7 separate regions of the Mus musculus genome follow, and all the other regions are linked to region 4. Evidence: chromatin contacts called from public HiChIP or PLAC-seq, capture Hi-C and promoter capture Hi-C data. All regions are on one chromosome and are shown on one strand. The core of a region is the stretch at or near the end of the contact, and the rest is flanking DNA. Distances in the headings are between cores, read along the strand shown.

What was found. Promoter capture Hi-C pulls out the DNA fragments that hold promoters and counts their contacts. HiChIP or PLAC-seq counts read pairs in DNA pulled down with a chosen protein or histone mark. Capture Hi-C pulls out chosen DNA fragments and counts their contacts.
Region 1: a contact with region 4 is called in a FOXA1 HiChIP or PLAC-seq map of pancreatic cancer cells. The contact joins the promoter of Zfyve27 here to the promoter of Nkx2-3 in region 4. A contact is called at or near these places in 2 of 39 promoter capture datasets (embryonic stem cells and liver) and 3 of 115 datasets of contacts at active chromatin or transcription factors (embryonic forebrain, pancreatic cancer cells and stem cell-derived neural progenitor cells).
Region 2: a promoter capture Hi-C map of stem cell-derived epiblast-like cells shows a contact between it and region 4, with 2.5 times the contacts expected there. The contact joins the promoter of Ankrd2 here to the promoter of Nkx2-3 in region 4. A contact is called at or near these places in 2 of 39 promoter capture datasets (embryonic stem cells and stem cell-derived epiblast-like cells) and 1 of 9 other capture datasets (embryonic stem cells).
Region 3: a capture Hi-C map of embryonic stem cells shows a contact between it and region 4, with 5 times the contacts expected there. The contact joins the promoter of Golga7b here to the promoter of Nkx2-3 in region 4. A contact is called at or near these places in 7 of 39 promoter capture datasets (the 3T3-L1 cell line, embryonic stem cells, frontonasal cranial neural crest and 3 more), 2 of 115 datasets of contacts at active chromatin or transcription factors (embryonic forebrain and pancreatic cancer cells) and 1 of 9 other capture datasets (embryonic stem cells).
Region 5: a promoter capture Hi-C map of embryonic stem cells shows a contact between it and region 4, with 2.7 times the contacts expected there. The contact joins the enhancer-like site here to the promoter of Nkx2-3 in region 4. A contact is called at or near these places in 4 of 39 promoter capture datasets (cranial neural crest, embryonic stem cells, hematopoietic stem and progenitor cells and 1 more), 1 of 115 datasets of contacts at active chromatin or transcription factors (embryonic stem cells) and 1 of 9 other capture datasets (embryonic stem cells).
Region 6: a contact with region 4 is called in a FOXA1 HiChIP or PLAC-seq map of pancreatic cancer cells. The contact joins the promoter of 4930414N06Rik here to the promoter of Nkx2-3 in region 4. A contact is called at or near these places in 1 of 39 promoter capture datasets (embryonic stem cells) and 1 of 115 datasets of contacts at active chromatin or transcription factors (pancreatic cancer cells).
Region 7: a contact with region 4 is called in a promoter capture Hi-C map of stem cell-derived epiblast-like cells, with 3 times the contacts expected there. The contact joins the promoter of Avpi1 here to the promoter of Nkx2-3 in region 4. A contact is called at or near these places in 8 of 39 promoter capture datasets (cranial neural crest, embryonic stem cells, frontonasal cranial neural crest and 3 more), 3 of 115 datasets of contacts at active chromatin or transcription factors (embryonic stem cells, extraembryonic endoderm stem cells and forebrain) and 1 of 9 other capture datasets (liver).

What each region holds. Positions count from the first base shown.
Region 1 is chr19:42,169,106-42,171,868 of GRCm38.p6, forward strand. Zfyve27 (zinc finger, FYVE domain containing 27) reads left to right here and starts at 1,462. Exons shown (of 13, transcript NM_177319.3): 1 at 1,462-1,680; 2 at 2,441-2,638. The coding sequence starts at 2,442.
Region 2 is chr19:42,034,663-42,037,362 of GRCm38.p6, forward strand. It overlaps Ankrd2 (ankyrin repeat domain 2 (stretch responsive muscle)), which reads left to right and starts at 1,365. Exons shown (of 9, transcript NM_020033.2): 1 at 1,365-1,460. The coding sequence starts at 1,374.
Region 3 is chr19:42,254,336-42,257,035 of GRCm38.p6, forward strand. Golga7b (golgi autoantigen, golgin subfamily a, 7B) reads left to right here and starts at 1,404. Exons shown (of 5, transcript NM_027694.2): 1 at 1,404-1,848. The coding sequence starts at 1,837.
Region 4 is chr19:43,610,976-43,613,675 of GRCm38.p6, forward strand. It overlaps Nkx2-3 (NK2 homeobox 3), which reads left to right and starts at 1,350. Exons shown (of 2, transcript NM_008699.2): 1 at 1,350-1,874. The coding sequence starts at 1,526. Gm20467 (a long non-coding RNA gene) reads right to left here and starts at 1,081. Exons shown (of 4, transcript XR_001782682.2): 1 at 827-1,081; 2 at 127-215.
Region 5 is chr19:42,286,794-42,289,524 of GRCm38.p6, forward strand. It overlaps Crtac1 (cartilage acidic protein 1), which reads right to left. Exons shown (of 15, transcript NM_145123.5): 12 at 1,060-1,205; 13 at 380-422. The region is part of intron 1 of Gm34347 (a long non-coding RNA gene); the gene reads left to right. Among named protein-coding and RNA genes, the nearest start is that of Mir3085, 8.0 kb to the left of the region's middle. Within about 2 kb of position 1,363, at least 8 of the 459 cell types and tissues checked have an H3K27ac peak or open chromatin away from gene starts, as enhancers often do. A contact at or near this core is called in embryonic stem cells, where this site is marked.
Region 6 is chr19:44,983,279-44,985,978 of GRCm38.p6, forward strand. 4930414N06Rik (RIKEN cDNA 4930414N06 gene) reads right to left here and starts at 1,272. Exons shown (of 3, transcript NR_040294.1): 1 at 1,197-1,272. Slf2 (SMC5-SMC6 complex localization factor 2) reads left to right here. Exons shown (of 20, transcript NM_001081225.2): 20 at 1-508.
Region 7 is chr19:42,127,596-42,130,295 of GRCm38.p6, forward strand. Avpi1 (arginine vasopressin-induced 1) reads right to left here and starts at 1,398. Exons shown (of 3, transcript NM_027106.4): 1 at 1,276-1,398.

The DNA.
Region 1 (2,763 bases), core at 212-2,711, 1.4 Mb before region 4:
TCAGAGGAGGAAACAAAAGTGGAGGTAAAGAAATTTCTTGTGCATCTTGTCTCCAGGCGAAGGGGTATTACTGAGAGTAAAGATTTCAGAGCCTGTGGGACAGTGACCAGCCTGAAGGAAGTGAGGAGAGCCCAGATTCCCAGTGCAGCTGAGTCCTGGCTGAGGAGAGCAGGCGTGCCTGTCTCTCTGAAAAAGAGATGCTGGACGAGATGTCAGTGAAGCTTTGGGGTAGCTCAGAGGAGGGGTTATTGTCGGCTGAACAGCTAGGGAAGGCTGCTCACAGCTGACTCCTGCTATGATGGCTTGCTTGGGTTTGGATGGAAGCAAGAATCGGGGCAGGCAGGTGTGACAAGCAATCTGAGGACTTGGCAAGAGTCCAGGGCCCTTGCAGGTAACAAAGAGGGTTCAGCTGGCTGAGACTGAGGCACCTGAGAGAGAACAGCAGGACAGATGAAGCCAGTGGATGCAGCCTCGTGTGGGTGGTGGTATGGCTGGGGTTGCTGGCATCCAGTGATGTATTTGGCTCAAATCCCAGCTCCGAGCAGTTTATGTGCTGTGACATTAAAGAAGTTACTTACCATGACTACAACTCCTCATCTGTGAAATGGTGATAACCCCGATAGGGTTATTGAAGGAGGAACAGATAAGATAATGTGCACAAAAAGCTTAGTGTACTGCCTGCCTGCTGGTTAAATGGAAACCCATGGGAGGTGTGTTTTAAGGGACAACAGCTGGGTCACAAGATGTGAAGAGGATAGAGCTAGGAACGGCCTGCACAGGACCTTGAACACAGCAGCTACGGACCACCGTTCCGTCTCTGCTAATGTTGTAACCCTCGAAATTACTGATACTACTAGAGAAACTTCAGTGTCGTGTACAGTTTGTCTCTGCGTTCTCACGGCAAGCACTATAGCAGACAGCTGGTTTCTGTGCTGCTGTGTCTTCCTGCAGCAAGCCAGGGGCTCTCTCACCGTTAAAATGGCACTACCCATAGGCACCTGACATACAAGATGTGTTTTCTGTCTTCCCTAGGTTCTCAGAGCTTCTATCCACATTTTCTTTCTTTTTTTTTATCCTTCTCCATCCCTGCCCCCACACGCCCCACTTTTTTTTTTTTTTTTTTTTTTTTTTTTGAGCCAGAAGCTCCCATAGCCAAGACTGGCCTTGAACTTGCAATACTCCAGCCTCAGAAACCAAAAGGCTGTGGTTACAAGTGTGTCACCACGCTAGACTCTCTAACTGTCCTTGCTGTAATGTTCCGGAGCTAGGCTGGCTCCCAGGTCCTAGGACTCCCGGGCATTAAACGAGTCATCTCTTGGGTGGCAGGAACAGAGTTAACCAGAAATTAGCCAAGGAGGGAAGAGTGCGCAGGCGCAGTATCAACGCGCTTGCTCACCTGCGCTTGGGTGGGAGGAGCTAAGCCCGGAGGCCGGACCCAAGGCGGGACGGGCGCGGTGACGTCACGGGCGCGCCACCGCAGAGTGAGTCGCGTCCCGGAAGCGACGGCGGTGGAGGGGCAGACGGTTCCCGGGTGGACCTGCGACTTCGGAGCGTCGGTGGGAGGTGGCGTGGCGTGGCGTGGGGTGGGGCGGGCCTGGCCTGAGGGACCGCTCCGGGGCTTGGTGGCCCTTCTGTCCCCCTGGCCGTTCCTGTCTCTTCCTTTCCTGGGACAGCGTCCGGGTAGGTGACGACCGTGACGCCCCAGCCTCACTGTATTTATTTACGGAGCCTGGCCCTCCGGCCCTCCCACCGCGTGTGGGTCGCCACCTGCAGGCACAGCGACCTTAGGCGTGTCCTGCCCTGCGCGGCCTCAGACAGGCTGGTGGTCTGGGCCTCTGTCGGCACTGACCTGCTAAGCCTGTCTCGCGCTTGCTTGGGTTCCCTTTCTCCCTAGCTCGTCCTGTCGAGAGTTTGGGGTCCAGTCGACCCCTTTCCAAGTGATGAATGGGAGCCAGGGTTAAGAGCGTGATAAGAGTGTTGTTAGGAGAAATTCATGAACCTCTGGGAGCCCTGGTAAGGGTCTCCCAGTGTACACTGGCGCGTTCATAAAGACTTCCCAGGACAAGATGGTCCCCCTTACCCTGACACCTGAAGGAGGAGCTAAAGATAGGAGAAAGATGTCACAGGACATCTTTTCTCTTGGCATTACCTACTGCCTTCTTTCAACAACCTGGTTATTAATGGTTTATATGCTCTTGAAAGGTCTGTGAGGGAAAGGAGCGTTGGAGGGGCTCATGAAGAGTGATAGGCTTTATAGCGAAGACATCCCCTTCACCCTGCTACTTCCTACTTCAGTAGGAATAAAATTTCTTGCAGTGTGAGATGGGTATTCGCGTTCACCTCTCACAGTTAACCTTAGGAACCACACGAACTGTAATGCAAGGGGGAAATGTGTTGTAGTCTGGAAGTGCATCGTGAGTGTAGGGATTTACGATTACAGAATGCAGACTTCGGATCGGGACCTGAGTGGGCCGGAGGCGAGCCCCAGCGGGATGCCTGAGGTTCTCTCTGAGTGTCCACCTGCCCCTACCAAGTCAGCAGCGTTTGATCTCTTCAACCTGGTCCTGTCCTACAAGAGGCTGGAGATCTACCTGGAACCCCTGAAGGATGCAGGGGACGGTGTTCGATACTTGCTAAGGTACAGACTTTAGGGTTCCTTTGTTCTTCCTCTGGGCTCTCCTGTCTCCCTGGTCTTTAGCAGTTCTGGCCAGCTAGGCAGTAGTTGGGCTATCCTTTCTGCTCTAGCGATGACTAGTTCTGGGG
Region 2 (2,700 bases), core at 115-2,614, 1.6 Mb before region 4:
CTGTTTCACAGCACGCCAGCCAGCCGGAGCCCAGAGCTTCTGCTGGCTTGGCTGCAGATGGGCACAGCAGAGCATCCAACTGATGCTCCTCCTGGGGGCCCTAGTCTCATCCAACCTCGCTGTGTTCTGTGGGTCCTGAAAAAGGCCACTTCACCTCTGAACACAGTTTGCTTTCCTTTAATGGAGAGATGGTGCCTCCCACCCTGCCTCCTGCAGCAGTTGCTGGGACAATTATGTGTCTGTGTGTGTGTGTGTGTGTGTGTGTGTGTGTGTGTTGGGGGGCGGTCCAGATAGGAAAAGTGAAGGAGCACCCACAGAGGGCAGCATAGCCATGTGGCAACCACCCCACAGGGCCCACATGGGATGCTGTGTCAGAGCGTGGGATGACAAGCTTCCAGAAATGTGCGAGCCAGAGACAGACAGGGCTGTCTCCTCCTGTTTCTTCTGCAGGACTGTGTACATCACCAGAGGGGAATCTCGGGTGCCACTTGCAGTTGTAGAAGTATGGAACATTTGTAGTCCACTGGCAGATTAAACCTAGCTCATAATGACCTCGGGCTCCAGGCTGGGAGTCCCAGGCGAGGAGCTCAAGTGCAGGTCTGCCTTTCCTCTGTGTATTCTCTGTTCTCGGGGAGTGTGACCAGCTCCGCCCACGGCAGTCTGGCATCGCCTAGTACTCGTGAGATGGCCTTAGCTCTGAACTCTGACTTCCTGAGCTCTTAAAACAACACTAGGTTCTGCTGAGGACTCCAGGAAGATGAAACAAACAGATGGACAGGTTCTGTTCATGGCTAATGGACACGCCATGCAGCATAGCCGTGTTTCCCTAGGGCCCATGGGACCCATAGCAGCCACCAGAGGGCAGCAGCCGTTCCAGCTCTTGCTTGGAGAAGGTCTCGGATGCCCACAGGTCTGCTGGGGCTCATACTTGGTTTTTCAGGCTCCCCTGCCTGGCACAAGCTAGACAGCATTTCTGGGCATCCAGCAGGTGGCACTCCAGCCAGACCAATGGCAGCATGTAGGTCCTTTGCAGCCCGTTCACCCTGGCTAAGACTTAGCCAGTTCCCAGCACTGAGGACACACTGGACAGGCCTCTTTCCCGCAGCTGTCCTTCGGGGCGGTGTGCCTTCTGGCTCTGGTAGGCCAGAGGTTAGGGGAGGGGCAAGTTCCCTGGCCTGGACAGTGGCTTCCCATGCTCCCTGGGGCTGTCCGAGGTGAAGGTGACAGGTGGGGGAGGCAGGTGGAGAGTTGAGCTAGTAAGCTCATGACAGATGGAGAAACGAGCCTGTGAGCTAATGACAAAGGCGCCCAGTGGGCGGGGTGGGTGCTTGGGCCTATAAAGACCCCATGCCCTGTGGCTTGCAGAAACAGTCATGGAGGGTACCATGGAGGGGCCCGAGGCGGTGCAGAGAGCCACAGAGCTCATCGAGCAGCGGCTTGCCCAGGAGGAAGAGACTGAGGTGGGAGCTGAGGTGAAGGGTGTCGGGGAGGGAGGGAGGGGGGCCTCAGGGTTAACGGTTGGTCCATCTGTGCTGTCATGAGAAGGGAAAGTCGGCTGCTACCTGGGTCCAGACAACATGCTACTTCCCAGGGCCCAAGCGGGATGTTCCTAACATGGTTGTGGGTGGTGGGAGATGGGGCTTCAGCCCCGCAAACAGGCACTTGGAGGGGGCAGGCCTTCCCGAGACCCTGCCCACTCACCTGGGCTTCAAGAGATAGACTGGACTGGACAGAGAAGACAGATGAGTATTCTCTGGGAAAACCAGAAAGGTAAGGTCCTGACACACACACACACACACACACACACACACAGAATGTCCCCTGGATGCCAGGGCTGGTTGCTGCGGGAGAGCAAACTGACAGGAGTCAGGAAAGGAGATGGGGAAGGGCAGCTGGGACTTAGCCAGGACTGTTGGCAGAGGCCTAATGCACACACGGGTACGTTTTCTCTTGGCTAAGTTAAGTGGGGCTGGACTACTGACTGGTCCTGCTCTACATCTTATTCAAAAACAGTTGAGCCAGGTGTGGTGGTACAATCCTATAATCTCAGAGGTGGAGCCAGCCTGGGCTACATGGTGAGATTACCCCCCCCTGGGGTGGGGGTAGAGGACCAGGAGCCTAGAGTCCAGTGCGTAGGGCGAAGGTGGGCACTAATTGTAACCTTTTATTTGTATCATCAACTAAGAAGAAGGCAGAGGGCAGAAACGGGCGTATGGAAAATGGAGAGTAGTGATGAATGGGTGGGTGAGCCCTTCTGGTCCTCTGGGACTACTCTGGTCAGGATGGAGTGTGAGCTGGACCTTTGGGATTAAGAAGTGTGGTCGGGATGTGGGGAGAGGTACTTGAGGCTAAACAGCAGATAGATAAAAGTGGTCATGAAAATGTGTGACAGACACCAAGAGCTGGGGCTAGAAAGAGGGCCAAGGACAAACCAGAGAAGACCAGGTAAGAGGTGCAGGCTCCGTGAGCAGTGAGGACCACTGACTGTTAAGAGTGCTGTGCCACTGTCTGACCTGTTATAGAGCCGGTTCTGATGTTGCTGATGTTATTAGAGGGGGAAGGGGGAGCCTATCGGAACTCAGAGGCCCCCATCATTTAAGAGAAGTGATGAGCTCAGATTTATCAAGGGGAGTGTGGACAGCAGCCGAGCATCCCAGGAATCTCGCTCCTCCCTCCCCCGAGAGCGTGTGCCCATGGCTG
Region 3 (2,700 bases), core at 154-2,653, 1.4 Mb before region 4:
GAAAAAAAAGCTATTAATATGTCTTTGGGGTAACAAACCATCCTAAAATAGTAGGGTTACCATGGAATTTTAAAAGACATGATAATGATATTGTGATTACAGAGAAGAATGTTATTTTGCTTTTTGAGACAAGGTCTCACGTCTCTCCACCCACCTCAGCCTCAGGAGCGCCGAGATTAAAGGTGTGCACCATCACACCTGCCTCAGGAAAATGTTCTTATTCTGAGGGGATGAGTGCTGAAGTATTTAAGGATAAAACTGTGGAATCTATCGCTTTCTGATAATCTAGTGAAATTATATACGTCTCCTTGATCCAGTTTCCGTCAGCAAAGCCAACAAATCAAAATCAAATGTAAAAATACTATTGCTGACTGAGTTAGTTAGACTGTTCTGGCAAATGTCTTTTCCCCAACTTCTCCTGTATGTTTGGAAATTTTAAATGGGAAATTTGGTAGAAGAAGAAAGGACCCTAGCTATAGGCTAATGAAGAAGGGCAACAAGTATATCCTGCAGAAAGAGGACCGTAAACTCAGGGAGTGAGACAGCTAATCAAGGTAGGAAATCGGGAGAAGTCTGACCTGGAGTCAGGTCTTCTGGCTGCCTGTTGTGGCACCTACTCCAGTTTTATGTCATGGCCGACGCTGCTGACCTGTGGGCAGCCAGGCTGTAGAAGAAGTACCCAGCTCCCCTCAGACACAGATCTGGGGTTATTGTGGATGTGTTCAAAGACACCTGTGTTGGGGTTTCCTTTCTGCTTATTAAGTAGATAAACCATTTGATTGGAAGGCCTAATGCCAAATTACCACCTTGGAGAGTGGGCATACCGGTTTGGCATGTGGTTTTTGATTAGTGGTGGTAATTGGGTATTGTGGGAGTGTGTATAAACTCTGGGATGGCTGTAGGGAGACAGAAGTGTAAGGGGTGGGACCTGGACTAGGAGGATCATAAAGAAAGACTGGCTTCCATAAAAGAAAGGGCCCTAGGGAAAACCTGGGGATGAAATGTGCGTATGTGTTTTAAGAAAATGCTCTCTTATATCTGCAGCATTTTCCCCTAGCTAATGGGATTTTACCCATTTAAGGAAGCAGAAAGGAGAAAAGAGGGAAGGGAATGTTCCCATAAGGCTGGGTAGTGCTTGGGGCAGGACGGGAAGGTTAGAGTGAGAATTTGAAGGTGTTTGGAAAGGTAAGAGGCTGGCGGCCTGTGGATGGTGGGGCCTTCCGTATTGCAGGCCGGGTGCCTTGCAGCAGAGCCCATCTTCTTTCTTCAGCTTCTGGAAGTCCCCGGAGGCGGTGGAAGCTAGCGCAACGCTCTAGGCACTCCTGCTGGGGGGGAGGGCAGGCAGGAGAGGCGGGGCGCTGGGCGGGGCGGGACGGGGTGGGGCGGGAGCGGAGCCGGTGGCCGCGGGCGGGGCTCCTCTCCGGCGGGTGCCGGAGTCTGGGGGCCGCGGCTTCCCCCTCCCCGCCCGCCGAGGCGCTGGCCCCTCCTTCCCCCGCCGCCCCCGTGCCCGCCGCTGCTGCCACTGTCAAAGATAAAACCGGGCCATTGCCTGCAGGAACCCTGGCAGCAGGCGATCGGGTGGTGAGGAGCCTCCGGCGCGGCCTCGCCTCCCCGGTCCGGCTCCCGCGTCAGCACCGTGGACAGCACGGACCACCTTTCAGGGACCCTCCGGTCGGCAGGAGCGCGCTTCAGGTTTCGGCGATCTCATCAGTACCGCGGACAGCGCCCAGGCCCTCGCTGGCCTCGGCCAGCCCACCGGCTCTTCCTATCAGCACCGCGGACAGCCCCCCTGAACCAGCCCAGCGACAGCCAAGGACTGGTCAGAACGCCCTGAAGATGGCCACTGAGGTAGGGCCCAACACCTTAACCCGCAGGCAATGCCTCAGGGAATGATTCCCCACTAGGGGCAGACTGGGCACGAGGAGAAGACGGGGGTGGATGGGGGTAGAGGGTGGTTCCCTGGGTTCATGGTGGGAGGTGTGGAGTGGCATGGCATATAAGCAGAGCTTTGCTGAGGGGTCCCTTCACCTTTGACATGTCAATCTTGCCCATGCCACTCTGAGCCCTGGGAATCTACTTGTTACCAATAGCACCAAGTCCCAGCTGGTCTGGGGTTTCCCCTTCTCCTGAACACAGGGTTCTGACTCCCTAGAGGTTTGGAGATCCCTGCACACCTGTGTAAGGGGAGGGAAGGTGGCCTACTGCTGTTGTTGCTATGCGGTGCAGTATCCTGCTTCTAACCCAAATGCTTGTCTAGGGAAGACACACCTTCCCTCACATCCACATTTCCTTAGGAGGAGAACGTGGAAAAAGACATGCTCAGGCCCAGAACCCAAAGGGTTGGTTTTAATGAACCTCCTGCACCAGCCCCCACTTTTGAGAATTTCTTTCCTTCTCCATTTGAGCTGCTGTTCTCAGTGTATCCACATTTGCCTGTGAGGGGGAAGCGACTGTGTGCTTCACAGTGTGTCTATAGACCAAGGGACCTGTTAGCTAAGGACAAAATCTTGGCATAATGTGTAAGAAGTCGGGACTTGTGTCTCTACCCCCAGAGGTTACTCCTCCCCGGGGAGAGCTCTTTACGCATGGTGAAGCTGACATACGGAAGAAAGGATTGGCTCGGTACCCACACAGCATGCCAACAGCAGAGCTGAAAGTTTCTTTGAATTTTTAGAGTGTTGCAGCACACTGGGTCTCCCC
Region 4 (2,700 bases), core at 100-2,599:
GAGAGAGAATAAATAAAAGCAAGGGCGGCCTACTGAGGAACCCTACGTTGAAAGCGGAACTAGTTTGGTTTTCCAAGGCCTGCTGCCCACACCTTTTGCTCTTAATCTCACAATAGTGCCCCTTACCACTCAGGGGCTAGGTATGTAGGCGGGTGGATACCAGAAGGTGGTCTCCATCAGGCAGTTTTCTGAATCTGAGGCTGCATTTAGTCTCCCTGCAGAACACAACCACGGTTTCAGAAAGAGAGAAATAAGGCGTTTCAGAAAGTTGAGGCCTAGGCTCGGGCTCCCGATTCCCTTCAGAAGGCTGCCTGAGCTGCAGCCACAGCGGGGGTCCCCTCCCTTCTGAGACCAGAGCCACCCAGTGTGTGCAGTGGAACACCAGCCCGGTCAGAATCAATGCAGGCAACAAACACTGCTCTGACCTCCCACAAAGAACAAGGGTAGTTACAAGTATTGAGCTCTTTGCTTTAAGTAGACAACTGTGCTATGCTTCCGGCCTGGTTATCCTTTAAAAAACAAAAACAAAAAAACTCCAACAATAACCCTAGAAGAGGCAATTCGGCTCCTTTATATTGACCAGGAAACTGAGAACGTCCAAAACCAAATACTGACTCAGGCCAGGCTTCGAAGCATAGAGCCTCTGCACACTAACAGAACTCGGTCGTCTTGTCTTCTACAGACCTGCTCTCTGAAGCCACTTCGAGGGCTGCAAGGGCAAGTACGGTCTGGACCCTGCCCTCAGGGACTCACAATCTAAAGTGACAATCGAGCGGACACTAAGTACAGCTTTGGCACTAGATGGGAGAGTGACAAGTGACATTACTGAGCAAGTTCCGAGGAAGAGGACCTCTAGGTGAGGTGATCTGGCGGAGTTTCCTTGGAGGTATTTAAGCTTTTCCTCGGAGAACAGCTTTCCACTGTGGAAATGAGGGTGGGAAAGGCACTCCAGGTGGCGAGGACAGCTAGAGCAAAGGTGAGGTGGAATTTGACACGTCGCTCATATTTCCACAGATACAACACTCCTCTCCTTAGAAATCCGCAGTCTGGCCTCTCAGAACTGCCCCTGGTCGGGAAGGTGCAGCCAGGTGGAGCGGGAATCGGTGATTCGGACACCCGGTTTTTTGCAGCTTTTCCCACCGCGACTTGGATCTCAGGACCCTATTCTAGTCCCTGTCTATTTCTGGTAGCGCAGCAACATCCCACTGGGTGGACGCAGAGGGCGTGGCCCACATACACAAGAACCAATTGGGAAGGAGGCCAGGATGCCGACCCCGCCCCTTGACGTGACGCAGGGCCCCCGGACAGAGGCTTCACAGCCCCGGCCCCAGTCCTTGCAGTGGCTGTAACAAAACCCAGACCCCCAGGTCCCGGCCAATGGAGGGGATTTAGACTGGACCGCGTCTGTCAAAAGCTCGACTCCGCACCACCGCGGAGTCCAGAAGAAGAGCTGGAGCCACCGCACTCCCTCCCCGCCCCCGCCGGGATTTATTGAGTATTTGGACTGGACAATTAAGTGGCCCTGATGATGTTACCAAGCCCGGTCACCTCCACCCCTTTCTCAGTCAAAGACATTTTGAATCTGGAGCAGCAGCGGCACTTCCACGGAGCTCACTTGCAGGCGGAATTGGAGCAGCACTTCCACTCGGCACCCTGCATGCTGGCCACGGCTGAAGGGACGCAGTTTTCCGATGCAGGGGAGGAGGACGAGGAAGAAGAGGGAGAGAAACTGTCCTATTTGAACTCACTAGCTGCTGCCGAGGGCCATGGAGATTCGGGTCTCTGTCCTCAGAGCTATGTCCATACAGTTCTCCGAGACGCTTGCAGCGGGCCCAAGGAACAAGAAGAGGAGGTTGTGAGCGAACGGAGCCAAAGTGAGTAGAGGGGGAAGGAAACGCGTCCGCACACCTGGGGCAATGGCTCAGCGCCTATAAACCCACAAACCGTGCCTGCATGGCCACCCGCCCCTTTCACATTCGGCTAGGGTCATGCCTATGCCAGGTTCAAGGACAGCTCTGCAAAGCACAGGTACCTGAGATGGTGCTGGGGCGGGGATAAAAGAGAAAGAGAGAACAGCTCTTGCCCGGAGCAGGGACCCGGAGCAGTCCCCGAGGGAAGGAAAAGTGATTATTGCAATCCTGGTTCCTTGAGTAATGAGTGACGGGGGCCCAGAGCCTGGGTCGTAACTTGTCCGTTGTGTGTGTGTTCTCTCGCACACCCATCTTCTCAAAAAAAAAGGGGGGGGTCAGTTTTCTGCCATTTTTCTGTCTTTCTTCTAACGTGAGGTGAATTCAGCGAGGCCAGGGCAGTCACCCCGGCTGTCCCGAAAAGGCAGTGCAAGAATGTTGTGTTTGGGCCATCCTTTCGGGCAAGACTTTGAGAGACACCAGCTTACTTCGGAGCTTGCAGTTCTTACGTTCGAACTGCAAGGAGGAGAGGTGGTGGCCAATGTGTGGGAGCTCGATCCATATCAGATGACGGCAGCAAGTCACACCCAGGAGGTGAAGGCCTCTGAAAAAAAATATCGTAATGCTCGCTTTGTTTCTTATACTGCAGGCGGAGTGGAATGGTTAAAGTTCCTGAATTAGTTCTGAGTGGGATTCTGGCCATTCAGCAGATCAGAGGTGGGGCAGGCAGGAGAATCAGATAATTGAATAAGCCCATAAGGAAATGTCTGAAAGGGAAACAGGATCAAATAAT
Region 5 (2,731 bases), core at 113-2,612, 1.3 Mb before region 4:
ATCTCCCCCTTCATCTCTCCCATCCTTCTCGCTGGCTGCTTCTCAGGCTGGCCATAGCATGCTTCTGCTCTGCCTCTGCCAGGGTGAAGCTTATCCATCACAGTCTCAGTAGATACTGAGACGACTCATGCCATCCCCAGGTGGCAGGCTGGCCCTGCCAATGCCCAGCAGTGAACTGAATCAGCCTGCAGTTGCTAATGTCACTTTCACCTTGGTGAGTCATGGAGTTTTGGCATCTGGAACCCTAAGGACCAATAGTACCTTTTTCTCCCTATCTTTCTAGCCCCTGTCTGCGTCTTGGACCTTGGCAGGTCAGGCTGACAGTCCCCAGGAAGATCCCAGCCTCTGCCCCGTCCTCTGGTGCCTATAGGCAACTCACCCATGCAATGGCCATTGTCCTGCTGGGAGAATCCTTGGCCGCACTGCAAGGTGGGCAGAAGCAGAGACACTTGTGAGTTGAGAGGCCTCATCTCAGTTCCCTCCTAGTCACAGTAACAGAGTAGCTGTCACCCTGATTGCAGCTTGAGAGGTGCTTTTAGCCTGGGCCTGAGGGGAGCCCCTCCCTCTTATTCTAGCCTTGAGCTAAGAATGGAGAGAGATGGTGTGGGTGGGGGAAGGCAGAACAGTTATAATCCACACTCTCCCTGTACTAGAGAACTATGTACCTCAGATAGACCTGAAAGTGGACTAGAGCTGACCTCTAAAAAGCCTCCAGAATTCTGGTGTATGGTCTGAGCCTCTTCCAAGGACAAGAGGAGGCCTCTTCAGGTATTCAGAAAATACCGAAAGTAGGAATCAGTTCTCAACACAGTGCACAACAACCTTAGCTGGCTTTGGCTTCATTCTCTGGGCCTCTGGTTTCCTCGTCTGTAAAATGGGTGCACAACCCATGGCGACATCATCTGAAGCCTGCCCTTTGCTGAGACCATCTCTATTACTCTTTGATTCTAGAGGGCAAGTCTACAGATTTACCCCTAGGATCATGGGTGATGCTTGCTTTTTGTTTTGTTTTGTTTTGTTTTGTTTTTTTGACTATGCGGCCCAGAGGCTTTGGCCCACCTCTAGTGGGGCTGTGTTCTGAAGTTTGTCCTCATCCTGGGGGTAGAGGATCTCCAACACCGAGTTCATCTCCTCGCTGGCCACACTTCGGCTCACCATCTTGCCATCTGGCCACGTCACCTCCACACTGCTGGCTTCATCCCGTCCTGTGGGAGGAAGGAGAAGGGTCAGGAGCATGAGAGAGAGGGCCTCTTGGAGTAACTATGGTAACAAAGGTTGTAACTGACGACACACTCTCCTAAGGGCCGTGGGAACGATTTAGAAGCTCCTCTTTGGGGCCATACTGTCCAATCGACCATTCTTTAGTGATGGAAAAGCCCAGTGTCTGCCTTGTTCAGTGCACTAGCCCCTGGCCGCGGTGCAGGATGAGAGTTACTGAATTTAGCATTTTACTTAATTTAAATTAATTTACATCTCAACAGCTACATGATGCATTCTAGGCAACAGAACAGGCATGAGGAGGTTGAATTTGGGGAGCTGTGTGGCTCAGAGAGAAGCAGGTTGACTTCAGAGCCAGGGGTTCACATCTTGGCTCTGTCACTTGCTTGGTATGCTGAAAGAACATGACCAGAGCAGGTGGCTGGGAGTCCTGGGGACAAATCCTAGCTCTCCAGCCAACTCGTGTGACCTTCCGAGCTCGCTCACATTTCTATTTCTGGAGCCCTGCTAGAGCCACACCCCTTCCTGTGACTGGAATGTCTCCTCATGGGTTTCCCTGTCCATCTGGGAGGTGGGCAAACAGACAAATAAAGAAATAAATCATGGTGTCTATTGACACGCTTTGTGAAGAAAGGACAAGGAGTCATTCAGGGCTGGCCAGATCCTGTTCAGTAGTCAAGGTCAAACTCCTGGGGAGGAGGCACTTGAACTGAGCTGTAAGTAAAGCTTACAGGAAAGATGGGGATTGAGGGCACCTAAGGAAGGCCACTGCAGATCCGAGCCATTTACAAAAGATACCTGTGGGGGCTGGAGAGATGGCTCAGTGGTTAAGAGCACTGACTGCTGTTCCGATGGTCCTGAGTTCAATTCCCAGCAACCACATGGTGGCTCACAACCATCCATAATGGGATCTGACTCCCTCTTCTGGTGTGTCTGAAGTCAGCTACAGTGTACTTATGTATAATAATAAATAAATCTTTAGACCGGAACAAGCAGGGACTGAGCGAGTGGAGTTGACTGGAGCGAGCAGGGCCGAGTGGAGAGAGTGGGGTTGATCAGAGAGAGCAGAGGTCCTAAAAATTCAATTCCCAACAACCACATGAGGGCTCATAACCATCTGTACAGCTACAGTGTGCTCACATACATAAAATTAAAAAAATCTTAAAACAACAACAAAGACAAACAGAAGATACTTGTAAAGCTCAGACACTGTCCCTTGTGAATCCATCACACACATCCCTACAGCAGCATGCTATAGCAACACATCAGGAAACAGGTTGGGAAGGTTGGTCCAGTGTTTAGGCATTTCTAACGTCCGCTCAGCTCCTGCATCAGGAAGTGGGCTAGCCCTGTGGCAAGGTCTGGCTAATGGTGATGACTTAGGGGTTGATCAGCAGCACCTGCCAGCCTTTCTCAGGTTGTAAGGGAAGGCAGGCAGTGCCCAGTACATCGCTGGAAGAGTGCAGGGACAGTCATGGGAAAGGCTCAGAGGACATCCCCGCTCCTCCCACAG
Region 6 (2,700 bases), core at 22-2,521, 1.4 Mb after region 4:
AAAGTGAAATATATATATATATCCCCAGTAATGATAGATAAGTTACCACCCAGGCTCTGTTTTTTGTTTGTTTGGCTTTTTGTTTTGTTTTGTTTTCTTCCCCTTTCCCCCCAATCAGAACAGACACAGTTGGTGGGGACAGTAATGTGTGGAGTCTTGAAACCAGGAGTGTTTTTCCATTTACAAACTGACTCATCGCCAAGCGGCTGGGTTGGAGAACTTTCTTGGCTTGTCTCTCAGGAGGCAAGGGTCTGCTACAGGTGGTGGGGGCGTGAGTCAGCACAATCCCATCTCGTGGCTATGCCTACTCTATGGTGCAGGCGCACCTCATCTGTGCCTCAGTTTCCCCGGGGCATTCTTGTCAGCCAGTTAATCTACTAGCTCTTAGGCAGTAAATGCAATGTGTTGTGGTTTGGTTTTTTTTTTTCCTTTAAAATTTTATACTGTCTTGTTTAAAGTCTTCTGAATGTATGTGTATGTGTTATTAAAACTTTTTTCTCAGCTTAAACGTGTCTGGCAACTTTTGATTGAGTAGTAGAGGTGGTTGAGTATCTAAAATACCCTGCTTTAAACTTGTTTTTAGGGGGCTGGAGAAATGGCTCAGTGGTTAAAAGCACTGACTGTTCTTCCAAAGGTCCTGAGTTCAAATCCCAGCAACCACATGGTAGCTCACAACCATCGTAATGGGGTCTGATGCCCTCTTCTGGTGTGTCTGAAGACAGCTACAGAGTACTTACATATAATAATAAATCTTAAAAAAACAAACAAACTTGTTTTTAGCTTGATGCCTTCTTTTAATCTGTGGGAAACGGAAACGGGCACAGCTCTCCACAGTTTATGTTTACAAAACCCAATTAATAATGTGCTGTGTGCTTTACAGGCAGGGTTTTTTGTTTTTTGTTTTGGGTTTTTTTTTTTTTTTTTTTTTTTTTTTGGTTTTTGAGGTAGGGTTTCTCTGTATAGCCCTGGCTGTCCTGGAACTAACTCACTTTGTAGACCAGGCTGGCCTCAAACTCAGAAATCCGCCTGCCTCTGCTTCCAAAATGCTGGGATTAAAGGCGTGCGCCACCACTCCTGGATTGCAGTCAGGAATTTAATAATCTCATTCTTAGCTCATCCTGCACATCCGTTTGGCTGCTCTTGCCTACCTACGTGTTAGGGTTTGGTGGTGAACAACACAAAATCATGGCTCTTACCTGATGGTATCGGGGGAAACAGGAGAGGAAGAAATACCCTTCATCTGGGTGTCTCTAAAATTCTAGAACCCAGAATCAAGAAAGGTGATGCCATACAGTGCAGAGCCACTTGTGACCTGGCAGGTGGGTTTATGACATGCCAGCTGTGGAAAGGCTGACACTCATAACAAACCTAGTACCTCATAGAAGGCTTAGGCATAGTTGCCAGGCCCCCAGTGCTGCAGCTGTTTTCTCCTTTAGGGTAAACTAGGTTGGAAAGATGGATGCTGACAGCCCAGGTAGAAGTAGACAGGTGCAAATACTAGGGATAGTCGCGGTGTTTGAGGAAAAGACCTAGGCTTGGCCTCAGGTCCCAAGGTTCACCATACTGGCCATTTGACCTTTGTTGGCATCTGAGTTTCTTCTATTGAAAGGAATAACTCTATTTCATGTTTTGTGAGGATTCACATACATGGCAGTAACTCAGCACAATGCCTGGCATGCAACATGAACAGAACAAAGGGAGGCAAGATGGAGACTAAGATTGTAATCACCTTTATCCCAGCACGGAGGAGGCAGAGGCAGGCAGAGCTCTGAGTTCAAGGACAGCCAGGGCTACATGGAGAAACCCTGTCTCAAAGACAAATTTAATGGAGCTGGAGAAGATCAACAGTTAACTGGAGATTGCTCTTCCAGAGGCTCTGGGTTCAAAGCCCATCACCCATGTGATGGCTAACGAATGTAACTCTAGTTCCAAAGCCTCCTATGCCCTCTTCTAGCCTTTACAGGCAAAACACCCATGCACATAAAATAGTTAATTTTTAAAAGAAAATTGACCAGAAGCAGCCATCTGTGGGTGTGCTTACTTGTAAATCAGGTCTTATCTTCCAACAGTGATAGCTGGAGAGTATTGTACCTTCAGACTCTGGGAACTCTGGATACTTCCCTGTTCCTGCTGCCAAAAATATGTTAAATAAATAAACCATGCATGTTGGCCTGGTGCAATCACTAATACCGATGATCCCAGCACATGGGAGGCAGAGGCAGGAGGATCACAGATTTTGAGGCCATCCTGCACTCAGACACAGTTTTAATCACCCAGCATGCTTGACGGTGGTGGATGGTTTCCCAGCATCTGCAGACATGTTCTGACACTTCCTTCTAGCTAACCAGGCCTGGAAATCAGGAGAAGGCAAACCAGAAGGTCCAGCTTTGGATCTAACTCCAAGACAAGTGGCTAGGATTCTGGAAAACTTTAACTGGCAAAACAGGCTTCTGGGGCACAGTAAGATTACAGCATTGTTGGATAGGTGTCAGTCGCTACTAAGGAAGTACCACGTGGCCAAAAGATCACACTCTCCATAAGGAGAGTGCTGAACAACAATGGCAAAGCAGGAGCAAAGGCCACCACAGTGAACAGGAGACAGGGCATCTTGACTAGGGCAGGTTTCTCATGCCTCAGGGACCTCTATCTGAGGTCCTTCCTCTTCCTGTGTCACCAATACAATGTGACTTTTGTGTGCCA
Region 7 (2,700 bases), core at 148-2,647, 1.5 Mb before region 4:
CATCTTTTGAATTGGGCATTAAAGGAAGGACATACTATAGAGCTCTTAACTCGACGCTTCTCTGCCTTGGAAGTGAAGAAAGAAACTGGGCCCCTACTCCAGACCCATTTTCAGGCATGACTTGAAAAATGAACTAACAGAGCAAGGAAAAGATCCTTTTGAAAGAATTCAAAACCCCTAAGGTGGCAGTGACGCTGACCACTGAGTGACCTTGGACAAGTCACTTTTCCTTTGCTTTGTTCATCAATCAAAATAGTGAGAGGGAAAATCCTCACTGGGTACAGAGATGAAATATGAATGACCATCCTAGTACCTGGCCTACTGTGGACACTCAACATTGTACATTGGTTGAATGAAAAATGATGCGAAGAGAAAGCTATTAACAAGACTATATAGAACCATGGCCGTGGTTAATTTAGCACTGACGTACAAACTACTCAGAGGGCTTCAAAGACAGGCTCATCTGTGCACTTTTAAAACCATGGCTACATAGAAGGAAGCTTGCTGCGTCAAGCAAGAAGAGCACTTTTGAGGACCTTTTGGTCCTCCTGTCAGGTGGCATCCTAATCCCCTGTTAGCGGGCACTATTGTTAAACACATTTTCCAGATGAAAAAGCTGACCTCTTGAAGTGGTGACTTGCTCAACTCCACAAGGCTGGTAGGTGATCTTAGGCTATTAACCAGGTGGTCAGACCTGGGCGCCTTACCAGTGTTACTTTCATTCTTTCCAGGTGGCTGAGAAGGTGGTCAAAAGAAACGTGGGGGCAGAAGGTTCTGAAACCTCTAAGACCGTGCCATCTTCGTCTGGGGGTTTTGGAGGTCGCCACTGATTCGCAGACAGGATTCCCACGCCAGCCTCTTCGCTGGACTTAGAGCAAGCGGAGCTAGAGTAGAGCCCTCTGGGAAGTTAGATCGGTGTCGGGTCAACCTATTGCCAGTTCCAGGAGACCCCAATCGGGATCCGGCGGCCAAGACGCCTACTGTAACCTCTCTCGGGCTTTGGGAAAAGGGCGAGCGCAGCTCTGGGCTCCTGCCCTGAAAGTGATCACAAAGGCCAAGCGGAGGTGACTGGCTGGCTAAGAGATTGAGAGAGGATATCTTGGCCGAAGTTACAGGACGACATCCCCACCACAGTGAGCCCCAGGGCTCAAAGGTGGCGACTGACAGAGAGAAGCCCCTAAGTGGATCTAGGATGTGAGACCCAGCGGATTCCCAGCTGCGACCGTCGGCCCGCGCGCTCCCACGCACAGCTGAGCCGGACCGTGGCCTACCTACCTGGTTGCCTTAGCTGCCCGAGGCAGGCGGAACGCAGCCGGGAGCCTGGCCGGGCCACCTGGATCACGGCCACAGTTCCTCAGAGAAAGTGCTCCGAGCCCCTTCAACAGCCAATCCTCGGTCACAGCCTTAGAGCGAGAAGCCGAGCCAACTTCGCCAAATCGAACGCGGAGCCTTCGCGGACCAATCAGCTGCTGCAGGGGGGAGGGGCGTGCCTTATCCCTCCCTTTTCCCGTGCCCGCCTCCAAACCCAGTGCGGAGATTCCTTGAGTCCAATCATCTAGGGAGTATCGGCGAGGGGCGTGTCCTCCGGGTCCTCCCCATCCTCCCAGCTCACCTGCCCTCCCCACGCCTGGAGGCGCCCCCTTGATTGACGTCAGTCCCAGGGGCGGGCTCTGCTTTGCGGGCACGCAGGCGGGGCGGGGTCGCATTCCTGACACGGGGTGCGGCTGGAGACCGCGGGCCCTGCAGGGTACACGTGACAAGTGCCCCTTTTCTCTGGGTCGAGTCCAACGCACGTGGCGTAGGGTTTCACTGTTAAGATCCTCATAACCTACAGTTCCTAAAACTCCCTTCACCTCCCGGGCCTCCTGGGCCTGCATTCAGAATGATTTACAAATCTTGTAGCGACTGTGCCAGTTTGGTTACCTAAGGAGAACTTAACAGCTCTTTGGACATCTTTCACTGAGACCCTTTCCAGTTCAGTTTCCTTGACGGGCTGTAAGAGAACTGCAACCCTTACCTTGAGGTAGTTAACAGCCTAGCGACAGAGGCTAACACTGAACCACCACTTGGTATGTGACTACAATCATGATCACATGAAGTTGAAAGAAGGTAAAGAGGAAGGAAGCATCTTTGAGAGGTCCTGGAAGCCACAAGAAGGAGCATAACCAGTAAAGAAAGGAGCTAACGTTTTTAGAACGAGGAAGAATGGGCCTGGGCAGAATAAAGGAAGAGAGGGAAGAAAGCACGCTGGAGCCAGGACGGCTTTTCTCCAGAGGGATAAAATAAGGCCTGGAGATCCGCTATAAATAGCAAGGTAGCCATGGTGGGAGGATGTAGGTAGGCAGTGACGTTTGCATTTGCCCCTCTGAGGCTCTATAAGCAAGGAAATAGAGTGATTTGTACTTATGAATAGGCATTCTGCGGTCTTTACAAGTCTTTACAGAGTGACTATAATGTGGTCAGCCCTTTACAAGGGTTAATTTATTCCCCACCACCAACAACAACAACCGTGGCGTGGCACTAAATTTGCATTTTCAGAAGGTCTCACCAGTTCCAAGGAAGCCGGGTTGGAAAGGACAAATGACTGCAGGGGATCTGTGAGGCTCTTTTTTAGTTCTTCACTGCTGTGAGCATGCTGAGAAAATGCTCCGTCCCTGAGCTACTGTGTGCCACTTCTTGTCTGTCTATCTGTCCGGCTGC